Linked DNA regions of Sus scrofa: regions 1, 2, 3, 4, 5 and 6 are each linked to region 7. The links are chromatin contacts, called in public HiChIP or PLAC-seq maps. All regions are on one chromosome and are shown on one strand. Each heading gives the region's core, a stretch centred on a gene start, on an enhancer-like site or on the middle of the called end of the contact. The rest is flanking DNA. Distances are from core to core; before and after follow the strand shown. Region 1 overlaps LOC106505851 (a long non-coding RNA gene). Region 2 has its middle 110 kb from the start of RUNX1. Region 3 has its middle 140 kb from the start of RUNX1. Region 4 overlaps RUNX1 (runt related transcription factor 1). Region 5 overlaps RUNX1 (runt related transcription factor 1). Region 6 overlaps RUNX1 (runt related transcription factor 1). Region 7 has its middle 200 kb from the start of SETD4.

Region 1 (2,700 bases), core at 107-2,606, 560 kb after region 7:
CTCATATGAGTTCAGACTGTATAAACTCAAAGTGTTCTTTTTTTCCATAGAATCCCTAATGTGATAATCTTGACACTGTGCCATATCTACTTGAGCCAGTTGAGGACATCTCAGGTTATTCCTCATCTGGATCACCAGAATGTTATGTTTTATCTTCAGACCTTTGCATATGCTACCCATCGCCCATCCTCTGCTCTAGCCTAGAAAACTCTTTCTCTCCTATTTTGCCCCCTTTCTAGAAGCTCTCCCCACCCTCCAGCACCCCATTCTGGCCTCCCTAATCAGGCCCCATTTTATTCTCCAAGTTACAGCTTAGATTCCCTTCCTCCAAGGAACCAGGATTGGGTTACCTTTATGGCTGTCCTACTGACCTGTATTTGGAATGTGATACACACACACTTGCATCTTACTGTTCTGTTACTTACTGTCTGTATGGCCTTGTGCAAGTGTTTTTGCTGAACCCCAGATTCTTAATTCTTAGAAATAAATAAAACTTTCTCATTGGGCTGTCACTAGGATGAAATAAGAAAGTACCTAACACCCAGTTCAGTGGTTGTAAATGATGGCTTTCATCCACCACAGCTAATTGGTCATCATTATTGCACAGTCCTTAAATGTTAAAAATCTAAAGTAGAGTTTTGGAAGTCATGGATCATAGTCAAATCATGGTTGAAGCCTTGGGCATGACATGGGTTGAAAAGGTGCTCCATATGCTTTGTGTCCAGATAACTCTCTCATGCATCAAAATCAACTGGAGGGTCACCTGTCCCCTTTTCCCATCCCCAAGAGTCAGTCAGCTGGCCTGCAGCAAAAGATGGCCTTTGATATCTATAAAGGCTCTCAGAGGAGCAGCAAATTTGGGATCCACTGCTTAGGATGATCCACAAGTGCAGAGTACAGGGAACATGCTTTGATGGAAGCCTGATTTGCATCTTAGAATGTGTATCTATCCCTTTATTTAGAAGTGGATCATAGTGGTACTTTACAAAAAGTTAGGATGTGGAGGTGCAGACAGACCAAAACCTTGACCAACTTTCTTTTACATTGCATAGCTGGGACCTCCACCTCATAAAATATGGGAAAAATTAATTTGATCAGAAATGTTTTAATGGTAAAATCTTTCAAGTGGCTATCTCAACCATAAAAGTGACCAATATGAGGCTGAACACTCCTTTGAAAAGAAATCAGCTATAAATAATAAACTTCTGTAACTGAAAGATTTGAGTGATTGATTAAGCTTACTTAGTTTCAGTTTCCATTCAAGGCTGAAAATTGTTAACTCAACACAATGGCTTTTTGTTTTGGCATGATTGACGCTGAGCTCATATTTCTCAGCATAATTATATTACCCAACAGGTTCATCCACTTCCTAGTGATGGCTCCAGTTCTTCATAAGACAGCTGAGACCTCAATTTAGTGGAGAGTAGGTGTCTTCTTCTTTGTTATAAGTCTCACAGCTGGGTCAAATTTGTTAAATATGTTTGATTTGCCTATGGTACATGACTTAATATGAGAACTTAATCTGTCCAATCCACTGTGAATTTGGCAACAGTAGTAAGACACTTTTAGGACAACTTTAGAAGTCTTGGATGATTATCACATTTATATCAAATAAACCAAAGTGTTAAGAGCTAGTGGGAGGGAATGAATACTGAATAAGTCAAGCTTCATTCTCTATTTTGTTCATAAATATTAAACGCAAATTTGTCACAATCAGCAATTGAATAAAATCTCATTCTAACATAAAATTTTTATTCCCCAAATTCACTATTCAAGTTATGTATATCATCACAAAGTAGGGTTATATAGGTAAAGACCAGACATAAGACCTAAAAAATCAATATAGATCCCAAATTACACAATAGAAAATTAGACTTAATTTACATTTTCAGGAAATTATGTCCAAAAATATCAGAACATACATTATTTTCAAGTGCACATGGAACATTCTCAAGGATTGACCACATACTGGGGCACAAAACCAACCTCAACAAATTTAAAATTATAGAAATTATTTCAAGTATCTTCTCTGACTGCAATGGCATGAAAGTAGAAATCAACCACAGGAAAAGAAATGATAAAAAATACTTACTACATGGAGACTGAAAAACATGCTACTAAAAAACCAATTGGTCAATAAGGAAATCAAGAAGGAAATTAAAAAATACCTTGAGACAAATGATAATGAAGACACAACCACTCAAAATCTACGGGATGCTGAAAAAGCAGTGCTCAGAGGGAAATTCATAGCAATACAGGCTTCCCTCAAAAGAGAAGAAAAATCTTAAATCAACAACTTAACCCGTCACCTAAATGAATTAGAAAAAAAAAAGATCAAACAAAACCTAAAGTCAGCAGAAGGAAGGAAATCATAAACATCAGAGAGGAAATCAATAAAATAGAGATTTAACAAACAGAAAAAAATCAATAAAACCAAGAGCTGGTTCTTTGAAAAGGTAAACAAAATTGAGAAACCTCTGGTCAGACTCACAAAGAAGAGGAGAGAAAAAACCCAAATAAACAAAATAAGAAATGAAAAAGGAGAAATTAGAGTTCCTGTTGTGGCATAGTGGAAATGAATCTGACTAGGAACCATGAGTTGTGGGTTCAATCCCTGACCTCACTCAGTGGGTTAAGAATCCAGCATTGCCATGACCTGTGGTGTAGGTCACAGACACAGCTCAGATCTGACATTACTGT
Region 2 (2,841 bases), core at 171-2,670, 650 kb after region 7:
CATCCCTGGTCTTTACCTACAGATGCCATTAGCACCTCCGTAAGTTGTGACTACCCCAAATATCTCTGGACATTGCCCAGCATGGGGAGAGCTGAGTGTGTGTGTGTGTGTGTGTGTGTACACAAAATCAAATTGCTCACATAGGTTATGGCAAGAATAGATCTTGGCAATGACTCTGGGTTTTAGAATAAATGTAATGGAAATCTACTGGAGGGTTTTAAGTAGGGAAGTAATGCAATATAATTTTCACTCCAAAGGGAACACTGGCTGGTGGGCCGCAAGTGTGAGTGTAGGGAAGAGGAATGGCTCAGGAAGGGATAAGAGCAGGAGCAGAGGTTTGGGATTTCAAAGAAGACCTAGCCTAGGAAGAGAGTGCCCCATCCTCAGGCATGTCCTTGGGTGTCTGATCATGGTGTGAAATGACCCTTCTCTGCTGTCCAGCACCAATTCCATAGCTGCTGAGTCAGCAGGGATCGTGACTCAAGGTAGTTCCTAATGAGAAAAGCATCTGGAGAAGACAGTTTCTTAGGTGGCCAAGAGCCAGTGCTATGAGGCTAAGTCTGTGGTTTGGTCCATGCTCAGCCCTGTTGATTTGTATTCATGGTACCCTGAGCACAAGTCCCCTCTCTGGCTTGACCATGCCGCAGCCTCAAAGAGCAGCAGCTGTCGATACCATAAAACAGCCAGGAATAAACTTTGCTACTGGAGGGAATCCTCACATGGCCAATTCACTATGGAGACATCACAGATGCCATCTTTCCATGGGTCTGTAAGCTTCCAGAAGTCAGCGACGTGTCTTCTCATCCATGGACTGAAGACTCAGCCCCCAGTGTGTCTATATGAAGAGGTAAGACACTTAAGGGGGTAATTAAGATTAAGTGGAGTTATCAGAGTGAGAGCCTAGTCCAATAGGACTGATGTCTTTATAAGAAGAGGAAGAGGCACCGAGAGTGTACACGCGTGAAGAAAAGGCCACATGACTTCATGACCAGGAGGCGGCCGTCTTCGTGCCAAGGAGAGAGGCCTCAGGAGAGACCAGACCTGATGGCACCTTGATCTTGGACCTCTGCCTCCAGAATGATGAGGAAGTAAATTTCTGTTGCTCTAGCCCCACCTCCCAGTCTGCATATTCTGAGTCCTGGCAGACTAAGAGAGCGTGTCCCCCCAAAACCCAGATGTCATCCTCATGTCATCCTCATGTGGATAATGTGACCCCACCTCCAGGACATTCATCTGCGACCTCAGCCTCTGCAGCTACTTTTGAAATCCTTCCTGAAATTTCTCTCCACCCACCCCCAGCCCTGAGTTTGCCTCATATGGTACTTCTTGATTCTCCAAAGGCTCCTCTTTTCTTTGCTTCCCTGACTCATCTTTCTTGGCTCCGTCTTACACGTTAGTGCTCCCCGGGGTTTTGTCCTCAAAGCTCTTCACATCTCAAGTCTAGACACCCTCCTAGGAAGGCTCATTTGTTCCCAGGGCTTTAACTATCCCTTCCATGTGCATGACTCATACATTTATTTTCCCAGACTCAATGGCTCTCATGAGCTCCAGATCTTTACTTGCTGCCCCAAGCTTGACCTTTCCCCAGTGAAGGATTTCACCACCAAACCTCTCACCTGAGCAAGGTATTTGAAAGGTAACTTTGACTCTCTCTTTTCTCTTTTTCTTCAAACTCAGATGGCTCGCGGGATCTTTGGGACACTGTTGTCTTCCTTCAATGTATGATTACAAAAATCATTTCTAATGCTTGCATCTCATGCCGCTATTCCCCTACTGAAAACTTGCTAACAGCTTTCAACCACCTATTGAGAAATCCACAGTCCAGTCTCCATGACTCTTTTCTAGCAGCACCTTCTCCCATTATCCCACCCAGAAAAATTATGTTCCAGGCCTACAGGCACAAATTACGGTCCCTAACACCCACGTTCCTTTACTTTTTTGCTGCCTCTGATTGTAATAACTCCACCAGGAACCCCTCTCTCCTCTCTCTCTCTCTTTTTTTTTTTTTTTTTTTTTTTGCTTTTTAGGACCACACTCATGGCATATGGAAGTTCCCAGCCTAGGGGTCAAATCAGAGCCACAGATGCTGGCCACAGTCACAGCCACAGCCACAGCAACATGGGATCCAAGCCGCATCTGTGACATACACCACAGCTCATGGCAGCACTGGATCCTTAACCCACTGAGTGAGGCCAGGGATCAAACCCCAAATCCTCGTGGATCCTAGTCAGGTTCATTAACCACTGAGCCACAAAGGGAACTCCCAGGAACCCCTGTCTTAACCCTTCTCCTTTGTCCCTTCTCTACTTTGCAAACCATTCTCATTGTCACAGACTGGATTTAAGTGTACCTTCACACATAAAGCCACCTTCTCTGGTACCAGAGTCCTCTGCTCCGTAATCTGTTTCCCAGAGGCTTTTGCATACCTGTCTCTCCTGCTCCTACCTCAGTGAAATTTCTAGGCATCTGGTGGGGTGAGTCATGTTGAGATATCCCTTCTGAGATGAAGGATAAGTTGTTGTATTTGGCCCCATCTGACAACCAAAAGGGAGTCACCTTGCCTTTGGATTCTGGAGGCAACATATTCCTGATTTGGGCACACTGCTCCAGCCTCTTTACTAGGTGACTTGAAATGTGCTGGTTTTGAGTGGGGTACAAAACAAGAGAAGGACCAGGCTGCCATGCCACTCAGAACCTGTGAGTCAGCTAATTCAATGGGGCCTGAAGGGATGCTGTGTAGAGACTTTAGCAGGCTCCTGCGGGTGAATTTCAGTGCAGGCCCTTAGGATTTGGGAGCAAAGGCCTACCATCCAGGCCAGAGAACTGCTCTCCTTTTGAGAA
Region 3 (2,700 bases), core at 38-2,537, 620 kb after region 7:
CCCTTTCCTGGTGGCAGGGCCATCTTAGAATCCAGCTCATGTCTAGAGCTAAGGAGCCTTCTCCATAAGTGAGGCACAAGTGGACATTTCAACCTTTACTTCCCTTACCCATAAAATGAGGATGAGATAAACCCCCGTGGATCGTGCAGAGAAAATTAAACAGAGTAAGATGCTCCAGCTTAGCATGAAGCTTGAATGGGAATTCCAGTGCCCAACCAATGGTTATCAGCTTTGTGGCCATATTAAAGTTCAACCTTGTCTCTATGTCAGGGCTGCTAAACAGGTACAGATACTAAAGGGAAATATATAGAAATAGACTCATAAATGAAGAAAGCAGGACAAATGAAAAACTCCTATGCTGAATATGAAGACAATGTGAGTTTCCCAAAAGGACTTGTCAGTATTCAAGGCTGACGTCATTTAACTGAAATATATAAACATATTTAAGCCAAATCAACATTTTTTTAACTTAACATGCTACCATTATGGTAATGATTTTGAAAAATGGTGTTCTGTTAGAAATATTTTTTTCCCTCCAAGTGTGTTTTTAAAGGTTTGCTGTGTTTCTAAATAGGGTTTTCACATAAATGAAAGATTTTGGTTTTCTAAAAAAAAAAAAAACACACATCCTTGGTTTTGATTTTGCACTGGGAATCAATGGAAAATCTGGTTATATTTTTCAGAAACTATCTTACACAAAATTTGTGAAGTTCCAAATTTAGTGGGAGGTTCCACTAAACAGTACTTATCAACGTCTAGTGTCCCTTTGATCTTTCTCTCAACCTTGCCAAGGCTCAATATTTTGAAAGAAAGTGTGCATATGAATTCCCATTTAGAGTTTAAAAAGATCCATGTTTATTTTGTTAATTTACAACCTCCAAGGCCCATTTTTCCTCCCAGCAGTTTCTCAGGGTTGTTTTCTTATGTAGAAGTTCTCATTTCCTTTATGTTACAATTTACCTTTCACAACTCAACCCCAAATCATGCATCAAACACTGGCTGTGTACTATGTATTTTCATACCATGTAAATCTAGAATCTGCTGTGATCAGAACAATATTTTATTCCTCTCTCTCCCTCTTTTCTTCAATTCCCCAAAGAACCCAGAGGAATGGAATTTGCCAGAAATTTCCAATTGGGGATCAAGCTGTTGGAAAACACTCTTTTTCTCTTATTTCATTCCATCTGAATCTATGATTGTAGAACTTTTCCACGTTCTTTTACTGACTCAACAAATGTCCCTTAGGGTATTTCCATCCTCTAACCATTAGTTCACTTTCTTTGCTTATTCATTTCCAGTTGCTTCGTGGACTGAGCCAGGGTATCAGTGATTCATGACTCAGTGCTATTTCAGGAATCCCCAGCATTTTCCCTGTGCTGACTCACCTAACAGTTTTCTATGATCACCTGTTGGGAGCATGGCTGTGGCAGAGCATATGATGCTTCAGATGGCCAGAAAACTCCTGAGACTTACATGCAATTGCATAACTGTGATCTGACCAAGGTCCTTTTGCCTGCTTTTCCTTTGGCATCTTTCTTCCTTTGAGTGAGTCCCTTGAGGACAAGAGAGGGCTTTATTTTAGTTATCTTTGAATCAGCAGTGACTACCATAGTACCTGGGGAATGATAAAACATCTGTGCTCAATAAATATTTATTGAATGATGAAATAATCTTGAGAAATTTAAAGACAATTAATGTGTATTTTTGTGAATTGCTACAGTGCTAAGTACAGAAAAAAATTTAGGAAGACAGAGAATTAAGTCATTACCAGGAATTGATTTATTATTTTATTTAGGCCATGCCCATTGCTTTTGGAAGTTCCCAGACCAGGGATCAAACCCAAGCTACGGCAGTGGCAATGCTGGATCCTTAATATGATGAGCCAACAGGGAACTCTGATATTCAGGAATGTATTTGAAAGTGCTTAAATTCTTGGGGTTACCTGTAAAGAATGGGTATAAACAGAAAGTCATAAAAATACCAAAAAAAAAGAGTTAAGGCAGTTGAATGAAACCTGCCTGAGGTTTCAGCACCTGGTGATCTTTCTCTTAAGCCCATATGTCGTGCATCCCTCTCTTATTTCTTTATGCCTTTAGCATTTAACCCAACTTTTTTGCCCATTCTATCTTCTTTCTCCAAGTATATGATATGAATTCCATAAAATAAGAATACATGTTGTATCAGGAATCCCCAAAACCATCCCTAGGTACAATGTTTCACCAGAAAGACTCATAAGACTCAGCAGATAGACATACTCATGGCTACAATTTATTACAGTGAGAAAAAAAAATACCAAGAAAAATTAGCAAAGAGAAAAGGCACATGAAGTAAAGTCAAGAGGAAAGCAGGCACAACCTTCTAAGAGTCCTCTCTCATTGGAATCACATACGACAGGCTTAATTTCTCCAGCATCAAATTGGGATAACAGACGTGAAAAGTTGTCCACCAAGGAAGCTCATTAGGGACTCAGCACCCAGGATTTTTACTGTAGATAGTCTCTCCCCCACACATACGAAAATGCTAGATTCCCAAAAGGAAAGCATAAATCACATGGTGTGTACAAGTAGTTTAGGCACAGTAAATAAACTATCCTTATCAGTTAGAGAATGATGAAAACACTACCAAACTCCAAGTTTCCAGATGTCAGCCAAGGGCCAGCCTTGCAAGAAAGCCTTTCTAAGCCAGAGATCTGCCATATTA
Region 4 (2,700 bases), core at 170-2,669, 770 kb after region 7:
TTTAGGTCCCCACTGTTGGTATTGATGCCTCCCCGGCTCACTAATTTCATGCTCATAGCCCCTACCCATCAGAGCTGCCCCCAAGGGAGACATTCTGGTGGTTCCAGGATTGTCTACAAAAGATGTTCTCCAAGCCAGCAGAGCTCAAACTGAAATGAACATCAAAATCACCTGTTCCCAAGATGATGATGAGATGCTGGCTGGGAGGTGGGAGTTTGGGGAGACCATGCCTAAGTCTTTCTTTCCAGCCAACTCATCAAATTTGTCCATCTGAGATAAGACTGGTTTGATTCAGCAATGTGCTTCCTTAAGAAACCTTAAAGAAGTGCTCACTCTTGGGGTCATATAAGGCTGACCCTGAACTTGCATAACTTGGAGAGACAGCACCAACTTAAATTCTATGTCCTGGGTGCCTCTCTTGCCCCATCCCAGTCCATGTCCTGGGATCCAAGTACAGAAAACCCAGAGAAGGACCCACCCCCAAATTAGGGACCTCATACCCAAGTCCATCCTTTAGGAAGCCAGCAAGCTCCTGGGAGCCAGCCTGTCAGCACCTCGACCCTGGCCAGGGTTTTCAGTGGAGCTCCCAGCAAACCCTCACATCCAGGTACTCCTGTGGCTGGGATAAAAATTCTACCCAGAAGCAGCTGATTCAGCTGTGACAACAAAAGTGGCCACATACCCCCCACACACACACAACCCCCTCTCCCCACTGTAACCTGGACCCTCCCACACCACAGGTCCCAGTTGCGAAGCCAGAGACCCACTCACTGGTGGACCTTTGAGGATAATTCTCTCGATCCTTCTGCAGAAACATCTGTAATTTCGAAAGTCCCCGTCACCAGCCTTCTGACATCATTATAAATCCTTTTCTCAAGTAGGTGGGTTTGAGGTTTTCTTTTTTTCCTCTTTAACCTTATTTGTATAAAAGGCATTTTTCATCTGATTAGTCTACAGTGAGTTACCACAGAGGCGCAGAAAGTTCCTTCCCTTTCTCCCTGGGCTCCACGTGGCAAAGGACGCAGTAATTAATTACATTTCCCCCCCTGGAAGCCAGCTCCCAGCCAGGGAGAGTCCCCTGTTTGCCTAGAAGCAGGGAGCCCCGCCAGCCTCTAATTGTTGTTATGCAAACATCTTAATGGGAACAAATTAAAAGGCGCTCGTGCTAATTATTCTTCGCAATAAAAAGTAATAATAAACTAATAAAGCTCCTTTGGAAAGGGGATTCTGTGTTAGCTCAAAAGACTTGCTTTCCTTGTGTGCATCTGACAGGGAAATAAAAACTCTGTAGTGTAAACTGAAGATGATAGCTGGGGAAACTCTTATGACTCAGAAAATGCCCTTCTTATGCTTAGTGAGTGCCGTCTGCATACACCCAGGGCCTGGCCACCCTAGCCCCACTTCTGCAGGCTCTATCTCTCCAATCTCTCTCTTCCTTCTACAGTGCCCCCACCCCGGGCTTCCTTCTCCTCCCTGGACCCCAGCTCCACTTGAACTTTACTCAGGCTTTATTTGGTTCTTTCTGGGGAGGCCTGGCCCCAGGCCCATGCTGACACGCCCACAGTGGGCTTCCCCTGAGGCCAGGGCTTTTTGCCATTTTGTGCTCTGATTTCACCCCCACCGGGTCAGTGTAGAATCCAACTGGTCATTTCCACAGAAGCAGCTGGAGTTTCAAAACAGCCTCCTCTCTCAGCTGCTTTTCTATAAAGACCGCAGAGCCTGAAGGAGTCGAAATCAGACAGGGACTTTGACCCCTGTGGCCTCACATGAGCCTGGAAAACTCCTGTGGCCTAGGCCCTGTGATGGGTTCTGGAAACATCCAGGGCAAGTGACAGGGAGCGCACAGTGGGGGCACAGTGCCTCTGTCCCAGGCTCGTAGAAGGAAAGGTCTGGTCTTCGTGTCAGTTCGGTAATTAAAGTTATGTTGACGTTTGTAAATACTGAAAACATCTAACGTTCTCCCAGAGGCATGTCCCTGCCATCATTTCTTTTCATCAAAAGCTTTGTGAGAAAAGTACACCCCGGAAGCCTCATTTAATTAAAATTTTAAAAGGAGCATGAAGCAAAGATGAGTTAAGAAGGCCACCAGGGGAGTTCCCCCTTGTGGCTCAGCAGTAACGAACCTGACTAGTGTCCAGGACATGGGTTCGACCCCTGGCCTTGCTCAGTGGGTTAAGGATCTGATGTTGCCTTGAGCTGCATCGGCATAGGTCACAGATGCGGCTCAGATCTGGCATTGCTGTGGCTGTGGTGTAGGCCAGCAGCTGCAGCTCCAATTTGACCCCTAGCCTGGGAACATCCATATGCTGCAGGTGCAGCCCTTGAAAGAAAGAAAGAAAGAAAGAAAGAAAGAAAGAAAGAAAGAAAGAAAGAAAGAAAGAAAGAAAGAAAGAAAGCAAGCCAGCCTGCCTCTGGACCACACAGCTTGTACAGCAGAGCCCAGGGGGAGCGGATGCTCTCTGCCTTACCCACTCGCCTCCTGTGACCAGGGCAGAGCCCCTGCGCAAAGGCCAGCTCTGCTCCTGCAGAGTCACCTTGGGGAGAAGACCTCCCCTCTCTGGCATCCCTTTCGCATCTGTGCAGTGTGACTGTGATGACACCACCTTGCGTACTAGCCTGAGGGGGGCCTGGCACAGAACCCTCAGGTGGCTTCTACCCATCATAGAACCTTTCCTTTCTATTTGGCTTGCCTTTTTCCCT
Region 5 (2,749 bases), core at 226-2,725, 910 kb after region 7:
TTTCAAAATAAACCTGTTCCTAGGAATTGCTTCTTGAATGCGTATCATTCAACCACTTTCCAATTCTGTTTTAAAATCGTGACCTAATGAAAGTAAAACCTCTTATTCTAATCCATGTTGCCTCTATGAATTTCATAGGGAAAAAAAAATGTCTTGGAAAAGAAAGTGTCAAGACACTTTGGCAATATTCTTTGAGAGCTCAAAGAAACCAAAGCATATTGTACAGGCTGCCCCATCAGTGGCTGGTAAATGTTAAGTGGAAATGAACAATGTATGAGGTGGGTTTGTGGCTCATCCGTGGCTGTGAAAGTACATTAGTGGCAATGGCAGTGGTCCTTAGGCCTTTGCAATTTAGTTGTCTTCATTGTGTATGTGTGTCCTTATGACTCCAAGTCAATCAAGTGATGCTGTAATAGAATTCTGAACTTTGCTTCAGGACAGCTCGGAGGGAAACTATGACTCAAGAAAGATGCATTACTTAATGGCCTTCACTAATAGTAGGTTAAAAACAGAGCTCACATGAGCACAAGCAGAATAGTAGCAAAATTGCTCTTCAGAGTAAATTGTGTTTTGAGTGGTTGCCCTTGAACTGCACTGTCTAATACAGTAGCCACTGGCCATGCGTGACATTTGAGGACTGGAAACGTGGCTAGACTGAGTTGAGATGCACTGTGAATATAAAATACACACAGGAATTTGGAAACTTACTAAAAAAAAAGAAAAAGAAAGTAAAATATCTCATTAATAATTTTATATTGATTACATATTGAAATAAAAATATTTTGAATATACCGAGTTAAATAAAATATATTTTAATATATGATTAATTTCACACATTTTTTTTCCTTTTTTAATATGGCTACTAGAAAATTTTAAATTACATGTATAGCTCACATTACACTTCTAGAGGATGCTGCTGCTTTAGAATGAGAAAGAATGGTCACACCGTTTAAAGACAACTTGTCAAGAACTAGTGGAGAAATTTGATAATAGCATAGTGATATGAACGGTCTTGCAAGGTGGTTTAGCTTGCTGGCTCTGACTGGGCATGCCAGGGACAAACTGCACGGGTTCAGGTTGGGCCAATTGTTGAATCTCAGTTTCTCCATCTATCAAGTGAAGGGAGTAATTATGGACTGTTTGCTGCTAGAGGGTTAAATGGAATAATGCCTGTAAGGTCCTTAGTCTGAGGTCTGATGGCAGACGCACTGATAAAAGGGAGCTTCTATTGTCATGGTTGTCTTGGTCAACTTGGGCTGCTCTAAGAAAATACCATAGACTGAGTGGCTTACACAACAGAAATTTATTTCTCGTGGTTCTGGCAGCTGGAAGTCCATGGTCAGGATGCCAGCATGGTTGGGTACCAGTGAGAGCCCTCTTCTTGGCTTGTAGTTGGCTGTCATCTTGCTGTGTACTCATGCAACAAGGAGAAAGAGAGAGAAAAGAGAAAGGCTCCGGTCTCTCGGTCCAAGGGCACTCATCCCATCATAAGTACCCCACCCACATGACTCATCTAGACCCCATGACCTCCTACAGGCCCCAGCTCCTAATACCATCACATTAGCATTTAGGGCTTCAACATATGAGTTGGGCAGGAGGGGGGGAGGGGAGGGACACAAACATTCAGCCCATCACAATAGTTTGAAAAGTCCAGATAGCTTTCATGTCGATTTGAATTTGCAATGTGGTCTAGCACGTGCTAGATATAGTTTTTGCTGGATACTGAGCAGTTGGCTTTGCCAACACTGAGTGGGCTCTTTGGACCAGCAGCAGTGGCATCTTAGAAAGCTTGTGGGAAATGCAGGACCTCAGGCTCCACCCCAAATCTACTGAATCTGCACCTCACTGGATTCCAGGGCTTACAATACACACTGTTTATGCAGTGGTGTCTAGGGAATTCAAGAGGAGGGAGCCTCACTGGCAAGGTGTTCAAAATCCAGTGCTCTGTGTCTGTGTGCAGGTGCAGATGAGTCAAAAAAGAATGAGACAGTTATAGCGTTGGCTTGGGGGGGGGGCAATAAAAGATACCCTTGCTCTCCAGTGATCCAGAGCCAATCATGAGCTAGGCAAAGAAGCTGACCAGACAGAAATCAAAATAAAACAGCTATATCACTGATAAGATTTTTGGAGAACAGTGACTTCAGTGTGTGGCTTCCTGCCACTGAGCCCCACAAATAGAGAGATGTACTTATTAGCATGCAGGCCGTGTCCCCCTAGAACAGTAAGAGGAGGGAAGGGCATGCGTGCTGGGTTTCTAATGCTGCCAAACTAACAAATGACCCCAAACTCAGCTTACCCAACACCCATCCCACCATTTCTGTGTTTTTTGTTTTTCCACCAGCACCTATAATTCTGTTCTGAACTCCCCAAGCTGATTCCTGATGTCTGCCTCCAAAACCATCTGGTCTTGATGGTTTTGACTGCTACTTATAGCACCTGGGCCAGAAATGGGGGACCCCTCTCCCTCCATCCCCTCAGTGCCCCCTTTTCTGTCTCTGTTGTTTCACCTTAATGCTCAAAGTCTTTGCCTGGCCAGGCTGTAATTCTCCTGCTCCTTCTCTCCCACCTCCAATTTACCTATCCACCTCTGACAGATTTATTTTCCTAAAATATGTATTCACTATGGTATTTCCCAGATTCCAAGTTGCTCCTAGAACCCATTGCCCTCACGTTCAAGTTCAGATTTCTCCAGGTTGCGTAAGCTGCCTTTGACCTGTCTGTGTTCATGTCTGCCAGCGTCATGCCATTT
Region 6 (2,714 bases), core at 208-2,707, 790 kb after region 7:
TTTTGAGATTAAGTCCACCTGTGCTGGGGTCTCTGATTTTCCTGTGGAATGAAGGGCTTGACCCCTACCAGAGGTGTTTCTCATTCTTAGCTGTAGGGAAGGTCTGGGTACAGGGAAATGAAGGCTGGCACGGGCCCTGCCTTCTTCATGCCTCCCACAGCACAGGTGAGCCCGGCTTAGCTCTGAGGGAGGCCCCCACCATCCACTCCTTGCACCCCTCACCCCTCCTCCACTCACACCCTTCAGCCATCCCATCACCTGCTGTCTCACCATCACTCATCCCTTTCTGAGCTACACAGCCTCCCATTCCATCCCAAGGTCATGGGCATCTTGCATCAGCCCGCAGACACACGCAGAGAATATCTATCTGGTTTAAGGCCCAGAGATTCTGATATTACAGGCCCTCAGGCAGCTCACTTAGATCCATTCCCTCTGTGGGAGGACAAGAAAGAGACCAGGATGCCTGGGTGTCTGGAGGACTATTAGGGGGCCTCCTGTCTTGGCCCCTTTATGCCTGGAGCCTCCTGGCCCCCCAAAATGGGGTCTGAAATGACCACACTGGTCCTTAGTTCCTAGGCTTGGAAAGACTAGGGCTGATTTATTGAGATTGGCCATGTCCCCCTGGTAGAAAGAACTTGCTCTTCAAACCCATAGTGAGATACACAGATGGTGGTGGCCCAAATATGAACGCAAATATCAGTGCTCATAACAAGTACTCATAACAAGTACAAGAAAGGGTTTTCCACAGGGGTTAACTGGATGAAAGTCAAGTGCCTACCATGTATGCTCAGGGATCATACAGGAAGGAGGAAACAAAGGAGCATCTATTGAGCACCCTCTGTATTCCAAGCCCTGGACGAGAGGACTGTTTTACTTGCATCATTTCCCATTCACCTCATAAGAACCCCATGGGCTAGGTGTTGTCCCCATTTTATAGATGACAAAACTGAGGTTCAGAGAGGTGAACTCAAGGTGGAGAACTATTTAATGACACAGCAGAGTTAAGCTTGGGTCTTTGAAAGACTCCATCATAAAGACTCCAACACAGGAGCTGTTTGACTCCACACTATGCAATCCAATAGCAATTACAGACACCATTGCATGTGTATTAGGTTAACTTTGTTGTGAGTTTATTTGATGACAAGAGTACCCTCAAAGTTTGTTCAGTCTTCAGAACCGCTCAAGTAGCCTGGCCACCTCATCACAGCCTCAGAAGCCTGCAAAGAGCCATTCAGTAGGAAGGAGACAAAACTGGGATGCTAGACAGACTGGAAATGATTTCTATTTGATGAGTTTGCCAAGGATAGACCTTAGGTACAGCTGATTGTATTCCCACTGCTCTCCATCTGCAATCCAAGGTGACATGGCCAATCTGGAGCCAATGTTGCTACATGTCCACTGCTTCCTGTAACCAGCTTCTCTCCTCTAGAGCACTGATGAGTCAGTTGTTTGGAGCCTGAGTCAAGTTTTCTATTAAAATAAGGTGAAACATGGGAACTACACTTATGGGATAGCCCCAGTCACAGGCCAACTACAGAAGTTACTGAAGATCTGAGTCCTTAGATAAAGGCGCCATGTGCTGGAGGGGAAGATGTGGTAGCCACCCCCCTTTCTAGAACGCAGGCAAATTTTACAACAGCTGCCATTTGGTCACCCTCCTCTTCCCTCTACTGTACAAGTCTTGCTGGCTGTGCCCTCCTCCCTGGGACCTTCTGAGTGTCCTGATGCCAAGCATGGGACAGACATCCCAGACCATCAAGCCACATCCCGGAATGTCCTACTGCCTTCTCCGTGCCCATTCAAGAGATGGCTTGAACCATCCACAGAGGAATCAATAAAAAAGGTGTGGTACAGGAGTTTCCATGTGGCTCAGCAGGTTAAGAACCTGACTAGTGTCTGTGAGGATGTGGGTTTAATCCCTGACCTCGCTCAGTGGGTTAAGGACCCAGCATGGCTGCAAGCTGAAGCATAGGTTGCAGATGCACCTCCCATCTGGTGTTGCTATGGCTGTGGTGTAGTGCCTAGCCTGGAAATTGCAAGAGAGATTGCTGTAGTTCAAATACATAGGCAGGTTGGATAAGCCTGTGTCTACACAGAGACATTTACTCAAAGTGGCCTCTTTGAAAAGGTGAACAATCTGCCCAGGGATGAGATCTTTATTGCCAAGGGGCCCCTTCAGACTGGTTTTGCACTCATCCTAGTTCTGTGGCTCACTAGTTTCACGGGTCTGACCAAGTCACCTTACTTTCTTGGGCACATGCCTCCTCAAGAGGGTGAGGGGGCATTACCAAAGAGACTTTTTCCAAAGAAGAGCCCCCAGAAGATTTGTCCTGGAGATGCTTATGGCAGGTATATTTCTGCTGCCCACAAAGCCCCTTCTGGAAGAGTCACAAAACCCATTGCTACATTAAAGGCTCTCAGAAGTTCTGCAAGAATACAAACTTCCCATTTGTATTTAACTCTGTTCCCCCAACTGAGTTAACAGTACACCCTCCTTTTATTACTTGTTCAGGACACGCACACACTGGGATTAGCTGAACAGATGTGTAAACGAGAGCTATTTCGTGATCTTCCCCTTTGGAAATAACTCTCTGGAGAATATCTTCAGAGAGGTGGGGAAGAAAACTTTCTGTTCTCCAAAGCTGATTGGCTTCTATATGGTATTAAAATCCACAGAATCTGTGTATAGATAATAAAATGTGTTGAGAGACATG
Region 7 (2,858 bases), core at 104-2,603:
TACAACACGATGATTTGATACACATATATGTTGCAAAATGATTACCACAATAGGACTAGTTGTGTGTTTGCAGTATTTGCTAATATTTTTTTTTTCTTCTTTGTGGCATTGCTGATCACTTAAACAAATGTTTTCCAAATACCAGTTCAAGGACTAGCAATAGCAGAATCACTTAAGGATCTTTCATAAAATATAGACGTATGAGCTCCTTCTCTGGGGCATTTATTTCAGTAATTTTGAGATGGGGGTTAGGGACTTACAGTCTTTAAAACTTTTCAACAGGTGGTTCTGATGCTTGTCTAGATTTTGGAGACAGTGACATAAACTACCCAGAGATGTTGCTGTCTATCCAAGTCCAGTCATGGTGTAAGGACCTCATGTTATCTGTACACTGGCCATTTCCAAGTCCCAGTTCCCTTTTAACATGGAGTACGCGCCATCCAAAGTGCTGACTTTGGGATGGTTTCCTCCAACCACTATCTTTTAAGGCCGCCCCCTCCAAGTGAGGCTGAACAGCAGCCACTGTTTGTTTGGCTTGTGCCTTTGGTATTCAGCTGACTCATGGATAAATCAAGCTTGGGCTTTCCCCTGCTCCATCAGCTGGTCATAACGGACCTCCCATGTGGCCATGGGTATGAGCTAAGGGGAGGCACTGATGCAGCAATGGTGAATACCATGGAGATCTGGGGTACCTGCTGGGATAACTTGTTTATGCCCTGATCTGGATGCACCACTTTCATCTTACAATAGATGGCTGTTGGGTATGTGGCTTCCTGGGTGTGACGGAACCCAGCTCATCATGGATGGTTGATTACCTCGTGTCCCCTGGTTGGGGACAGCAGCATGCGGGGTGCTCTTTATTCTAAAGCTATATTGTTATTAGATGTAGTGGACATGTTTGCTCCAGAACTCTTAAGTTTCGGAGTTGTGATTTTCCCAATTTGGATTGCCAAAAACTCCACACTGTGTTTCTTTTCCATCACTAGTACTACTAATGCCAGAGGGTCTGCTGGGCCATGAAGCTTAGGCCATAGGGCCATTTATGCTGTGGCAGGACTTTTGCAGAGATTTCCCTGTTTTGATGGCCATTCTATCCCTTGTTATATGGATACGAGCAATATTCCCAACTGTGAAACTAGTGTCCCTGAAACCTAAAGGCTATTGTGCTGCAGTTTTACTTTTTTTTTTTTTAAGAAGGGGTGAGATAATAATTTGTTATTTACTTTGGCTGAGATATCCTGAAATGCCTAGACCCTAGACCTTTAAAAAGTTTGCTGATGTGGCCTGTGATGGTTAGTTCCCATTTTATTTATGGCATGAGTCTGACTTGTGAAGGCTTTGAGTATCCTTGACACTTCTTGCTCATCAGGTCTGATTTACATGATGTCACCCCCAGCCTGATATCCTGCAAATGCCCAGCTTGTCCAGGGCTCCTCAGACTATATTATGACAGAGAGAAGAGAGTTAGCATAGCCCTGGGTCAACACTGCAAATGAATACCGTTGTCTGTTCTGAGCAAATGTGAACTGTTTCTGATCCTTCTTTTTGATAGGGATGAAAGGACAGAGTTCCCAGATCAAAGGCTGCACACCATGTACCTGAGCCTGTGTTTAAGAAAAAATAGACTATCTGGTAAGGAAGCTTCAGTGCCAGCTGTGGCTGCTGCTTGTTTAAGTCTGTAGGAGTCTGTCACCCTCCAGGACCGATGTGAGTTCTGCAGGGCCCAGACTGATTAATTCAATGGTGATATGATAACAGCCACACTCTGCATCCTGTAGGTACTTAAGGGTAGTTCTAAGCTTCAAAATCCAAACCTCCCCCTCTAACCCATCCAAGGATACGATATCGTTTTTGATTTACTCTCTTGGCTGGGGTAGGAGACAGTTTAGAAACTTCCCCCTTGAGCTTCCTCACTGTGATAGCTCTTATTTGTGTAAGCCTTGGCAACCATCAGTTTATCTGTTCCTAAACACTTGGGGACTGGGGGCATGATTCTTTCCCACCAGGAGCTCTGAGCTTTGTCCAAGCAGAGCTGCCAGGTTTGGTTGAGATCCCGTGGAACCCTGCTATTTTCATGAATAAGTCCTGTGCCTGATCCTTAGCTTTCTCTGCAATTTGAATACGAGGGCTGAGTCTCTTTAGGAGCTGGCAAGGAGGACTTCTGCCTTTCACACTTAGCATTTCATTGATGGTTAACATCCTCAGGCTTTTGCTGTCACCCTCCCAAACATCAAGAGACCTGGACAACAGCCATCCAATCTTACCTCTTCAGAATGGCTCTTTCCTGTTTGTATTTCTCAAACAGCCAGTGGAAATGCACGGGCCATGCATTTCCTGCCCCAGTTCTCTGCTGCTTTGAACCTCGAGCTGCGTGATAGAGATTCACTGCTAGCTGGGCAGTGGGTGGTCCAGTTCTGAAATTATATTAATTAGCCTTGCTTTCTGGAACCACTTCTGGCATCAGGGTGGGTTCCTGAAGCAGACGGTGAGGGGCACATCAGCATGGTGGACGTTGGTTAGGGGCACTCTGGTGATCCAACCAGGGAGGAAGCAGCAGGGGCCAGAGGAGAAATTGAACAATGTGGCTCTTATCCCATGGAAGCTGGCATCGTTTTCAGAATCCTGCTGAGTTGGAGCAGGAGGTCAGGCTGCCATGCTCCTGACTTGTCAGCCAGTCATTAGACTTCAGGTTTTGCAGGAAAAGGGTGTGATCTCATGCAAGGTGGTTCTCATCAGCCCAGGGCAGCATCTGCAGAGCAAGGACAGTCCTCCCAGCTCTGCAGAAATGCACCTTTCAGTCCCGAAGGGGATCCGAAAAATGCAGAGGGTGGCCATGCCAATCACTCCCCACTATTTGT

What was found. HiChIP or PLAC-seq counts read pairs in DNA pulled down with a chosen protein or histone mark.
Region 1: an H3K27ac HiChIP or PLAC-seq map of alveolar macrophages shows a contact between it and region 7. The contact joins two enhancer-like sites. A contact is called at or near these places in 3 of 47 Hi-C or Micro-C datasets (adipocytes, embryonic fibroblasts and fibroblasts) and 1 of 2 datasets of contacts at active chromatin or transcription factors (alveolar macrophages).
Region 2: an H3K27ac HiChIP or PLAC-seq map of alveolar macrophages shows a contact between it and region 7. The contact joins two enhancer-like sites. A contact is called at or near these places in 2 of 47 Hi-C or Micro-C datasets (embryonic fibroblasts and liver) and 2 of 2 datasets of contacts at active chromatin or transcription factors (alveolar macrophages and skeletal muscle).
Region 3: an H3K27ac HiChIP or PLAC-seq map of alveolar macrophages shows a contact between it and region 7. The contact joins two enhancer-like sites. A contact is called at or near these places in 4 of 47 Hi-C or Micro-C datasets (adipocytes, embryonic fibroblasts, mesenchymal stem cells and 1 more) and 2 of 2 datasets of contacts at active chromatin or transcription factors (alveolar macrophages and skeletal muscle).
Region 4: an H3K27ac HiChIP or PLAC-seq map of alveolar macrophages shows a contact between it and region 7. The contact joins two enhancer-like sites. A contact is called at or near these places in 2 of 47 Hi-C or Micro-C datasets (embryonic fibroblasts and epiblast stem cells) and 2 of 2 datasets of contacts at active chromatin or transcription factors (alveolar macrophages and skeletal muscle).
Region 5: a contact with region 7 is called in an H3K27ac HiChIP or PLAC-seq map of alveolar macrophages, with 14 times the contacts expected there. The contact joins two enhancer-like sites. A contact is called at or near these places in 17 of 47 Hi-C or Micro-C datasets (adipocytes, alveolar macrophages, embryonic fibroblasts and 10 more) and 2 of 2 datasets of contacts at active chromatin or transcription factors (alveolar macrophages and skeletal muscle).
Region 6: a contact with region 7 is called in an H3K27ac HiChIP or PLAC-seq map of alveolar macrophages. The contact joins two enhancer-like sites. A contact is called at or near these places in 1 of 47 Hi-C or Micro-C datasets (embryonic fibroblasts) and 1 of 2 datasets of contacts at active chromatin or transcription factors (alveolar macrophages).

The regions. Positions count from the first base shown.
Region 1 is chr13:198,825,962-198,828,661 of Sscrofa11.1, reverse strand. All of the region lies in intron 1 of LOC106505851 (a long non-coding RNA gene), which reads right to left. Among named protein-coding and RNA genes, the nearest start is that of RUNX1, 190 kb to the right of the region's middle. Within about 2 kb of position 1,356, at least 2 of the 83 cell types and tissues checked have an H3K27ac peak or open chromatin away from gene starts, as enhancers often do. A contact at or near this core is called in alveolar macrophages, where this site is marked.
Region 2 is chr13:198,739,035-198,741,875 of Sscrofa11.1, reverse strand. No RefSeq gene overlaps it. Among named protein-coding and RNA genes, the nearest start is that of RUNX1, 110 kb to the right of the region's middle. Within about 2 kb of position 1,420, at least 5 of the 83 cell types and tissues checked have an H3K27ac peak or open chromatin away from gene starts, as enhancers often do. A contact at or near this core is called in alveolar macrophages, where this site is marked.
Region 3 is chr13:198,769,613-198,772,312 of Sscrofa11.1, reverse strand. No RefSeq gene overlaps it. Among named protein-coding and RNA genes, the nearest start is that of RUNX1, 140 kb to the right of the region's middle. Within about 2 kb of position 1,287, at least 8 of the 83 cell types and tissues checked have an H3K27ac peak or open chromatin away from gene starts, as enhancers often do. A contact at or near this core is called in alveolar macrophages, where this site is marked.
Region 4 is chr13:198,618,285-198,620,984 of Sscrofa11.1, reverse strand. The region is part of intron 1 of RUNX1 (runt related transcription factor 1); the gene reads left to right. Among named protein-coding and RNA genes, the nearest start is that of RUNX1, 16 kb to the left of the region's middle. Within about 2 kb of position 1,419, at least 24 of the 83 cell types and tissues checked have an H3K27ac peak or open chromatin away from gene starts, as enhancers often do. A contact at or near this core is called in alveolar macrophages, where this site is marked.
Region 5 is chr13:198,476,942-198,479,690 of Sscrofa11.1, reverse strand. The region is part of intron 1 of RUNX1 (runt related transcription factor 1); the gene reads left to right. Among named protein-coding and RNA genes, the nearest start is that of RUNX1, 160 kb to the left of the region's middle. Within about 2 kb of position 1,475, at least 1 of the 83 cell types and tissues checked has an H3K27ac peak or open chromatin away from gene starts, as enhancers often do. A contact at or near this core is called in alveolar macrophages, where this site is marked.
Region 6 is chr13:198,598,179-198,600,892 of Sscrofa11.1, reverse strand. The region is part of intron 1 of RUNX1 (runt related transcription factor 1); the gene reads left to right. Among named protein-coding and RNA genes, the nearest start is that of RUNX1, 36 kb to the left of the region's middle. Within about 2 kb of position 1,457, at least 1 of the 83 cell types and tissues checked has an H3K27ac peak or open chromatin away from gene starts, as enhancers often do. A contact at or near this core is called in alveolar macrophages, where this site is marked.
Region 7 is chr13:199,388,291-199,391,148 of Sscrofa11.1, reverse strand. No RefSeq gene overlaps it. Among named protein-coding and RNA genes, the nearest start is that of SETD4, 200 kb to the left of the region's middle. Within about 2 kb of position 1,353, at least 5 of the 83 cell types and tissues checked have an H3K27ac peak or open chromatin away from gene starts, as enhancers often do. A contact at or near this core is called in alveolar macrophages, where this site is marked.